Linked DNA regions of Triticum aestivum: region 2 is linked to region 1. The links are chromatin contacts, called in public Hi-C maps. All regions are on one chromosome and are shown on one strand. Each heading gives the region's core, a stretch centred on a gene start, on an enhancer-like site or on the middle of the called end of the contact. The rest is flanking DNA. Distances are from core to core; before and after follow the strand shown.

Region 1 (4,062 bases), core at 618-3,117:
ATAAGTGTGCATCTAGACCTTGCCTTTTTACTTATAACCCTGGTCGGTATACAGGTTCCTGGTTCTACCACGTACAGCTTAGCTTTGTATTATATGATGGATACCCCATTGGAAAAGGTTCCTCTACTTGAAAGATTTGTAAATGGAGATGATACATTCAGAAACTCAAGGTTCAAACTCATCCCTTATATCTCAAAGGTACCTTTCTCCTACAAGTCTTGATTGGTGTTAATCAAAAAGCCGTGATGGTTTACGATTGGAAATTCGGAATGTGTCAATTCAGGGATCTTGGATTGTGAAGCAGAGTGTGGGCAAGAAAGCTTGTTTGGTTGGTCAAGCACTAGAAATCAATTATTTCCGTGGAAGCAACTATTTGGAGGTAACATCTATGCATGCCATATGTAGTAATAGTCAGCTTTATTCATTTCATTTTATGATCCATTATCCAGAGATCAGCATAGCTGGCATATTTTTTTTTTTGCATACTTATGTATTCAGGAAACAGTCTATCAGCTATGTTCTCTTTGAATGGGTGCAGTCGCGTAGTAAGGATTGCTTTACTTTGTCAATATTATTTATCGTTTACTTTTTTTAGTTCATGTTCCCCATGGACCATAAACTGACTGGACCATTATGGGAAGCTAACTGTTAATTTGGTTTATGAGTCTTCATTAGCCATAAGATAGGTTGAACGGTCCATTGCAGTCACCAAACACTAATTGGCTTAGGTTTATCTCCTAACATTATAGCTTATGATCTAATGAGAGTATGTTTAGTGCCAGTACGTACAATTGCGATATTCAGGTTCTCAACATTTTGAAATGCAACCTTTTCAGCTTGGAGTTGATATAGGCTCGTCAACAGTGGCACGAGGTGTGGTGAGCCTTGTGCTTGGGTACCTGAACAACCTGGTGATTGAGATGGCCTTCTTGGTACAGGTAATAGCCGTCGGATAACTTTACCAAATTGTTACAGATGCTCTTGTTCTACTCAAGATCGATAACAGATGTGATGAGTAAGCATGGTTTCTTCCTTTGCCTCATGCAGGGCAACACGCAAGAAGAGCTCCCGGAGTTCCTCCTAGGCACCTGCCGACTTAATTATCTCGACGCCTCCAAAGCTGTATCGCTAGACGAATGCTGACCTGACCTGACCTCTCAAGGTCAAGGAGGTGTCAGGTTACCCCAATTCTCTTTCGAAGCCTGAGTACAGCACATCAAAGCCGAAAAGGCTCAAGCTACTCCCCGTGTCCAACCGCCATACACTCATTTGTCTGCCTTGCCGCTCGCAAAAGTGTGGGGGATTTGCCGCAGCAGTGTACATTCATTTCTCCTCCTGCAAATAGGAGGTGTTGCGGTGTATTGATTGATTGATGATGGCAGTGTACTACTAGTATGATGCAAAGCCTTGCTCCCATTCTTTGGCCGACAACTCGTCATTTCATTCATCATGTAAAAACTGAGACAAAAGGAAAGTGTATTCTAACCCTGACCTCGTGTCCTTCACTTGGAATCTAATCTGGGATCGGATCAGAGATCGTCAGATGTTCAGATCCAACACCACCAAAGCAAACCCATTACTGGACGTTGACCCTTCACCTGAGAGTGATTACACTGGCCATGATTATATCCGAGGACTGTCCCTCCAGACAGACACTCGTACCGAATCGAAAGGGACTCGACCCAAGCCCAACACCAACGACGCAGTGATAATCATCGGGAATTCCCGTATCATGGTGCAGTTGGTCACTCACTCGAGGAGGTCGAGGACCACACGCTTCACTTTTCTGTTATCATCACTTGAGCCGGAAGGAACAAGCAGGTGGTGTAGGTAGTGGAGCTGGCATCTCTTGCGTCCTGACCAGAGATTGAGAAAGGACAGGGCAGCAGTGGGGCGTGAAAATGATGGGTGTCATCGTAGCAACCAGTTCGCAGCAGCAGCAGCTACATCGTGATCGGAAATCAGGGGTCACTGTGCCTGCTAGCTCAGCTTTTTTCTTTTTTCCTAACCGTGCAGGCCGCCAAACGCTGCATCGCTGACGCTGCAGCTGTAGCAGCAGTGGACGTGACAGGTGAACGTCCTCTTCCTTCGCCCGCTTCGAGCCTGCGCTTTCCGAGCAGAGGATGGTGCGTCGCTTGCGGCAGAAATCACAAATTTGACCTGAGGCAGAAATCAATTCACAAACTGACCTGCTTTCAAAAAAATTTCACTCTGCTGATCCTTCGGTGTGACGCCCGACAGCTGGGCGCCGCACCCTACTGTGCAGCGCCTCTCCCTTAGGCGTCGCACATCCTGCCAGCGTGGCAGCCCTGGTCCAGCTGCGGCCCCACACGCACCTGTGCAGCGCCGAGCTAGGCGCCACACGTTGACGTGCAGCGCCTAGCCCTTGGGCGCTGCACAGTGACTTAAGCGCGGCCGCCCCAGCCCGACCAGGCAGTTCTTCATCTCTCCGCTCTCTGGACAGAGAGCAGCGGCGGCGGCGGCGCCCCCATCTAATCCCCCCACATCCCTCTCAGATCTGAAGATTTGATCCGTGGATTCGATCCCCAATCCATCCTACTAGGTAAACTCTTCCCTTCTCTTTCTTTTGCTCCGTAAATTTGTTGCCATTCTAGAGATTTGTCCATGATTTGATGGAACCCTTGATTTGTTTGGTTTGCTCGATTTAGGATGTGTATTCATATTGGTAGTACCGTAGTGTTATTTATTAGTTCATAATATATGATTCTTGTTTGTTGAAACCCTAGATTGTTTAGTTTTTTTAGATATATATGAGATGCCTATTTTTATAGATAACTATGAGATGTTGATTTTTGTAGACATATATGAGAAGTTTGTTTAGATATATATTAGATGTTCAGTTTATTTCAAATATTAGATGTTGAGTTTATTTGAAATATTAGATGTTTAGTTTATTTGAACACATATGACATATTCCTTGTGTGAGAAGGAGATGTTGAGATTCTTGTAGTTGAACACATGTTATATGTTTAGTGTATACCGATATTTGAGATGAAGATGAACTTTTATATGTTTATTGTTTGAAATTGTAAGGATGGTTTGGCTTCTGGACGATGTCTACGACGTGCAACACCGGGCCTACATGATGCGCGAGAAGGATAAGGTAATAATGAGTAATCTAAATATTTTGCAAATTTGCCTTTAGTTGAAATTTACATGCCCTAAGATTTGTCATTACTTGTTTTTTGCAGAAGCTTGAACCTCTGAAGATTCGGTATCACGGGGTCTCTGGTCCTGCCATGCCTTACGATGAGCGGTACACACCGTACATCAAGCAGGCAGGACTACTCCCGTGGATTCTGTTGGTCAGCCGGTCCACGCCGAATCTGAACGCTCCACTGGTGTCCGCTCTTGTTGATCGGTGGAGGCCAGAGACCCACAATTTCCATCTTCGGACCGGGGAGATGACCGTGACGCTCGAGGATGTCTCGTTGATCACCGGTCTTGCTATCGACGGGAGGCCTCTATGTATGAGCACCGATTCTGATGGGTGGCGCGAGCAGATGATTGCTCTTATCGGTATGGCTCCTACCGAGGCTGAGGATGATGTAGAGGAGGGAGAAGAGAAGAAGAAGAGGGAAAGGAAGGCAGCTGGAGCTGCTTTCACGTGGATTCAAAATAACTTTGCGACGTGTCCTCCGGATGCAACTGATGATGTGATCCAGACACATGCTCGTGTGTATATGTGGTACATTGTGTCGAGGACTTTGTTTCCTGACTCCACTGGCAAGAACGCTCCATGGATGTGGCTGAAGGCGTTGACCGTCTTCGATAGCAAATGGAGCTGGGGTTCAGCGACTCTTGCCTACTTGTACCGACAGGTAGTTGGTCTGTTTTGTGATCAACTCATTTATTCATTAGCAATGCAAGCTTGCTGTCAAGTTAACATTGTTTTTCTTTCATATGTAGCTGGATGGTGCGTGTTGCAGGATCACACCTAGTGTAGGCATTGGTGGTAATCTGCTTCTACTTTCTGTATGGAGCTGGGAGCGTCTGCCTGTTGGACGCCCGAAGAGCGTCAGGTTTGATCCTTGGTATGCA
Region 2 (4,062 bases), core at 968-3,467, 560 kb after region 1:
TTAAACATTTTCATGAGGTGAAAATCGCCGTGGTATGAAACGAAAGGATTGTGTTAGAAGCTCTTTTTCATTTGTATAAAGGCACCCTTCGATGTTTTCATTATCCCCTTGTTTGATAATAATTTTTTTCTTGCAGGTTGTAGGTTCGATTGTTAGACAATGTGTCGATGTTCTCTTTTGTGACTAGGAACAAGATGTAAGTCATTTTGCTTCAAATTGTTAGTTTTTATTTCTTTTGGCAATAAATCTGGTTATCTCATGTACAATGAAGTGATTGTACCTAGGTTTTAATTTATAAGGACTGTCTGTCTTGCTAATTCATCAATATGGCCATACATTATTGCCCCCTCTCAATTTTTTTCCTGGGTCCGCCCCTGTAGGCGGGCCCGTGGTTGCTTCGCGCCAAAACCACTCGCCCGGACGCCCCCAACGTGCCGGGTTCGGTCTGGGTCCGCCGGCGCTGATTTCGACCCAGGCCGGTGAAAATCAGGCTCCATCAGACTCCTGGGGGCGCGACTAGACCGTTTTTTCGGCGCCGGCGCGAAAAAAGCGCATGAGGAGGCCGTTCCGAAGGTGCGGCTGGAGATGCTCTTATTATACCATGCAGACTCGTTCGGTGAAGGAAGGCCGGCGCGGCTTTGCAGAGGTTGATCCGGTGGTTTGATTGCATAGTACCAAAAACTGCGCGGATGTGGTATAGTCAACAGTACTCGGCGGGACATGACGGAAAATGCTCAACAGTGCTTCGCGGAAGGTCGCTGTCGTGGTGCAGCGCGGCGCCTCCTCACCTCAAAATCCCAACCGTCCCTTAAAATTGACGTGACATTCAAATGCTCGCAATTCCTTTTTTGTAAGTGGTGCGGAGGACAGGAGCAGTGGAGGGGTCGTTGGCAGGCCACGATCGATGGGATCGATCGACAGAGCAGCGCCTCGGTCGAAGCCGTGGCCGGAGTAGACGAGATGGAGATGGGATCATGGGGATGGGGAGGACTTTTGTTTGGGCGGTCGGCCAGTGGCGCACGCACGGGCGGCCTCGGGCCGCGGAGGCATCCATCGCCCCAAACCCCGCGCACGGCGCCTCCTCCCGCTCTCTTTTCTTGGATCCAACGGCGACGAGAGAAAACAAGGACAGCGTTTTCACGGCGCTCCACCAAGAGTTGGCACGTCACAAAACCCATTTCTTCTTCAGTTCACGGGTTGGTTGATATAGTAGTATGTGGTGTGGTTGGCCTGACTCCGGACCAACGCCATACGGTGGAGATACTTTCAGTGACCATATACTACCAAGTTGCAAGCCTATTGGGTTTCAAGTGTAAAAAAAAAAAGTAGCAGGAAGCCATGCAGATGCAGATGCGGTCCGTGGCCAGCTGCAGTGGCGCAAAAGAGGGTACAGGGAGAGCAGCCGCTGCGCCGCGACATGTCCCAATCGGTGTTCCGTGGGTCGGTTGCCCTGGCTCTGAATTCCCGGCGATCGGTTCGCCCCCGCGCCGGAAAGGGAGGACACAGGAGTTGAGACGAACAAGGCACAAGATTCGCCCATTTCCGGATCATGCAATCAGTCGCTGCCAACACCAACTTACGGCCGCGGCGCACAAATGCTTCCTTGTCCTCTCCTCTCTCCCAAACAACCGAATTTCGACAGCTTATTACTATCATGTGTCGTCGCCTCGCCTGCTTTCCCTTCCCTCACAGCAGATGAGACGAGGATATATATACATGCATCGCGTCGCATCGCACGCGTGACAAAACTGTTCTTTTTTGTTTTCTTTTCACCCGGGTCCCACCCACCCCAACCAACAAAACGCTGCGAGTTTCGCAAGAGCGAGCGGCGAGACCAAATAAATGGGTTGAGATCTGAGATAATCTATCTGTTTGTTGAGTTTTAAAAACATTTCCCCCTCTTTTCAGATTCAGAAACACTAAAAACAAGACGAAAACCCTCGGCTCTTGTCGCCACTCCCTACTTCCTAGTCCGGGCCATCAAGGCCGCGGCCCACCGACAGCACAAAAGGCAGCCACATGGCCCCACACCTTTATCACCGACACGCCGGCCCCACGAGCCCCGGCCCCACCAGTCATCTACGGTTGGTGGGCGTCGCTGTTGGCTGTGCGAGCCAGCGCAGGCGATCCGGTGGGCCCGCGGCTCCACTGGGGCGCCCGGCCACTGCAGCAGCCAAGCCAAGCCAAGCGAGCGCCTCTCCCCTATCTCTATCTATCTAATGGCCGGGAAGACATCCAAAGAACTCGCCATAATTCCAAACCACTGTGCCGCTGTAGCGCAGCGCTCCCTCCTCGTCCTCCCTCAAGAACACGGAAAAAGATCGGGGCTTTTGGGTTCCGGACACCAAGGATTGGATATTTATTCTGTTTTGCTTTGCTTTGACCGGCGCGGCGGTTCTTGAACTTGGGATGGAGTTGCAGGGGCCGGGCGAGGGGAGGGGAGGCGGCTTCGCCTGATGTAGATTTCCCTTTTCCCTTTGCCTGCTTTGTTTATTCTGGCTCTGGGCGTTCACATCTCTCGCAGAGCTTTCGTGATCTGCCAATTGGAGGCCATGCGCGCGGGCCAAACAGGTGCTTGCCTTTCTTGCTTTTCATGATGTTGATTTGCTCTTTTCATGGCTGTGCTCGCCATGGATTGATTGCGTGTGGAGTTGGGTTTTCCTTCGGGGTTTGCGAATTTGACGAAGGGCAATTTGATGCCAGGTTTGCTGTGCGGGAACAAGTGATCGCATTTCGAGGCGGTGGTTTTAGGTGGAGATGAAGGAGGTGGGCGAGGAGAGGTGCCTGGACCCGCAGCTGTGGCACGCCTGCGCGGGCGGCATGGTGCAGATGCCGCCGGCGCGCTCGCGCGTCTACTACTTCCCCCAGGGGCACGCCGAGCACGCCAACGGCGGCGGCGCAAGCGCGGCCGCCGAGCTCGCGGCGGCGGTCGGGCCGCGTCCGCTTCCCGCGCTCGTGCTCTGCTGCGTGGCAGGGGTGCGCTTCCTGGCTGATCCGGAGACGGACGAGGTGTTCGCCAAGATCCGGCTCGTGCCCGTCGGCCCCGGCGAGGCGGGGTTCCGGGAGCCGGAGGGGCTCGGCCCGCTCGGGGGCGACCCGGCGGAGGCGCGCGACAAGCTGGCCTCCTTCGCCAAGACGCTGACGCAGTCCGACGCCAACAACGGCGGCGGCTTCTCGGTGCCGCGCTACTGCGCCGAGACCATCTTCCCCAAGCTTGACTACAGGGCTGACCCGCCGGTGCAGACGGTGCTCGCCAAGGACGTGCACGGGGAGGTGTGGAAGTTCCGCCACATCTACAGGGGCACGCCGCGCCGGCATTTGCTCACCACGGGCTGGAGCACCTTCGTGAACCAGAAGAAGCTCGTCGCGGGGGACTCCATCGTGTTCCTGCGCACCGAGCACGGGGAGCTCTGCGTCGGAATACGCCGGGCCAAGCGGGTCACCTGCGGGGGCATGGAGTGCATATCCGGCTGGAACGCGCCAGGGTATGGGGGGTTCTCGGCCTTCCTCAAGGACGAGGAGAACAAGATGATGAATGGTGGCCCCGCCGGTTACGTCAAGGGCAGGGGGAAGGTGAAGATCGACCATGTGGTCGAGGCGGCCACCCTTGCGGCCAACAGCCAGCCATTTGAGGTGGTGTACTACCCGAGAGCTAGCACGCCGGAGTTTGTTGTCAAGGCCGCGGCGATGCAGGCTGCCATGAGGATCCACTGGTGCCCTGGCATGAGGTTCAAGATGGCCTTTGAGACCGAGGATTCCTCAAGAATCAGCTGGTTTATGGGGACCATATCTTCGGTTCAGGTTGCCGATCCACTCAGATGGCCGAATTCACCATGGAGACTTCTTCAGGTTTGCCCGATCTGATGATATCCATAGTTGCACTCCATCCTTTCTTCTCAATAAAGATGCATAGTTACATGACATGCAACTGCAAGGTGTGAATGCAGCGCACCATTTACACAACACTTCTCATTCAGATGCCTTGAATGGTAGTAGTAGAACTTAAGGTACTACTAGCATGCAAAAAATGACCAGCTTTCCGCACAATGTTGCCAAATTAAT

What was found. Hi-C and Micro-C count contacts between places; a contact is called where the count stands out from the background.
Region 2: a contact with region 1 is called in a Hi-C map of leaf, with 8 times the contacts expected there. The contact joins the promoter of LOC123121554 here to the enhancer-like site in region 1. A contact is called at or near these places in 2 of 5 Hi-C or Micro-C datasets (both in leaf).

The regions. Positions count from the first base shown.
Region 1 is chr1B:316,676,309-316,680,370 of IWGSC CS RefSeq v2.1, forward strand. It overlaps LOC123121543 (protein ENHANCED DISEASE RESISTANCE 2-like), which reads left to right. Exons shown (of 22, transcript XM_044541548.1): 19 at 55-198; 20 at 284-379; 21 at 837-938; 22 at 1,048-1,488. The coding sequence ends at 1,143. Among protein-coding and RNA genes, the nearest start is that of LOC123121543, 11 kb to the left of the region's middle. Within about 2 kb of position 1,868, at least 6 of the 8 cell types and tissues checked have an H3K27ac peak or open chromatin away from gene starts, as enhancers often do. A contact at or near this core is called in leaf, where this site is marked.
Region 2 is chr1B:317,232,153-317,236,214 of IWGSC CS RefSeq v2.1, forward strand. LOC123121554 (auxin response factor 22) reads left to right here and starts at 2,218. Exons shown (of 4, transcript XM_044541559.1): 1 at 2,218-2,571; 2 at 2,704-3,858. The coding sequence starts at 2,758.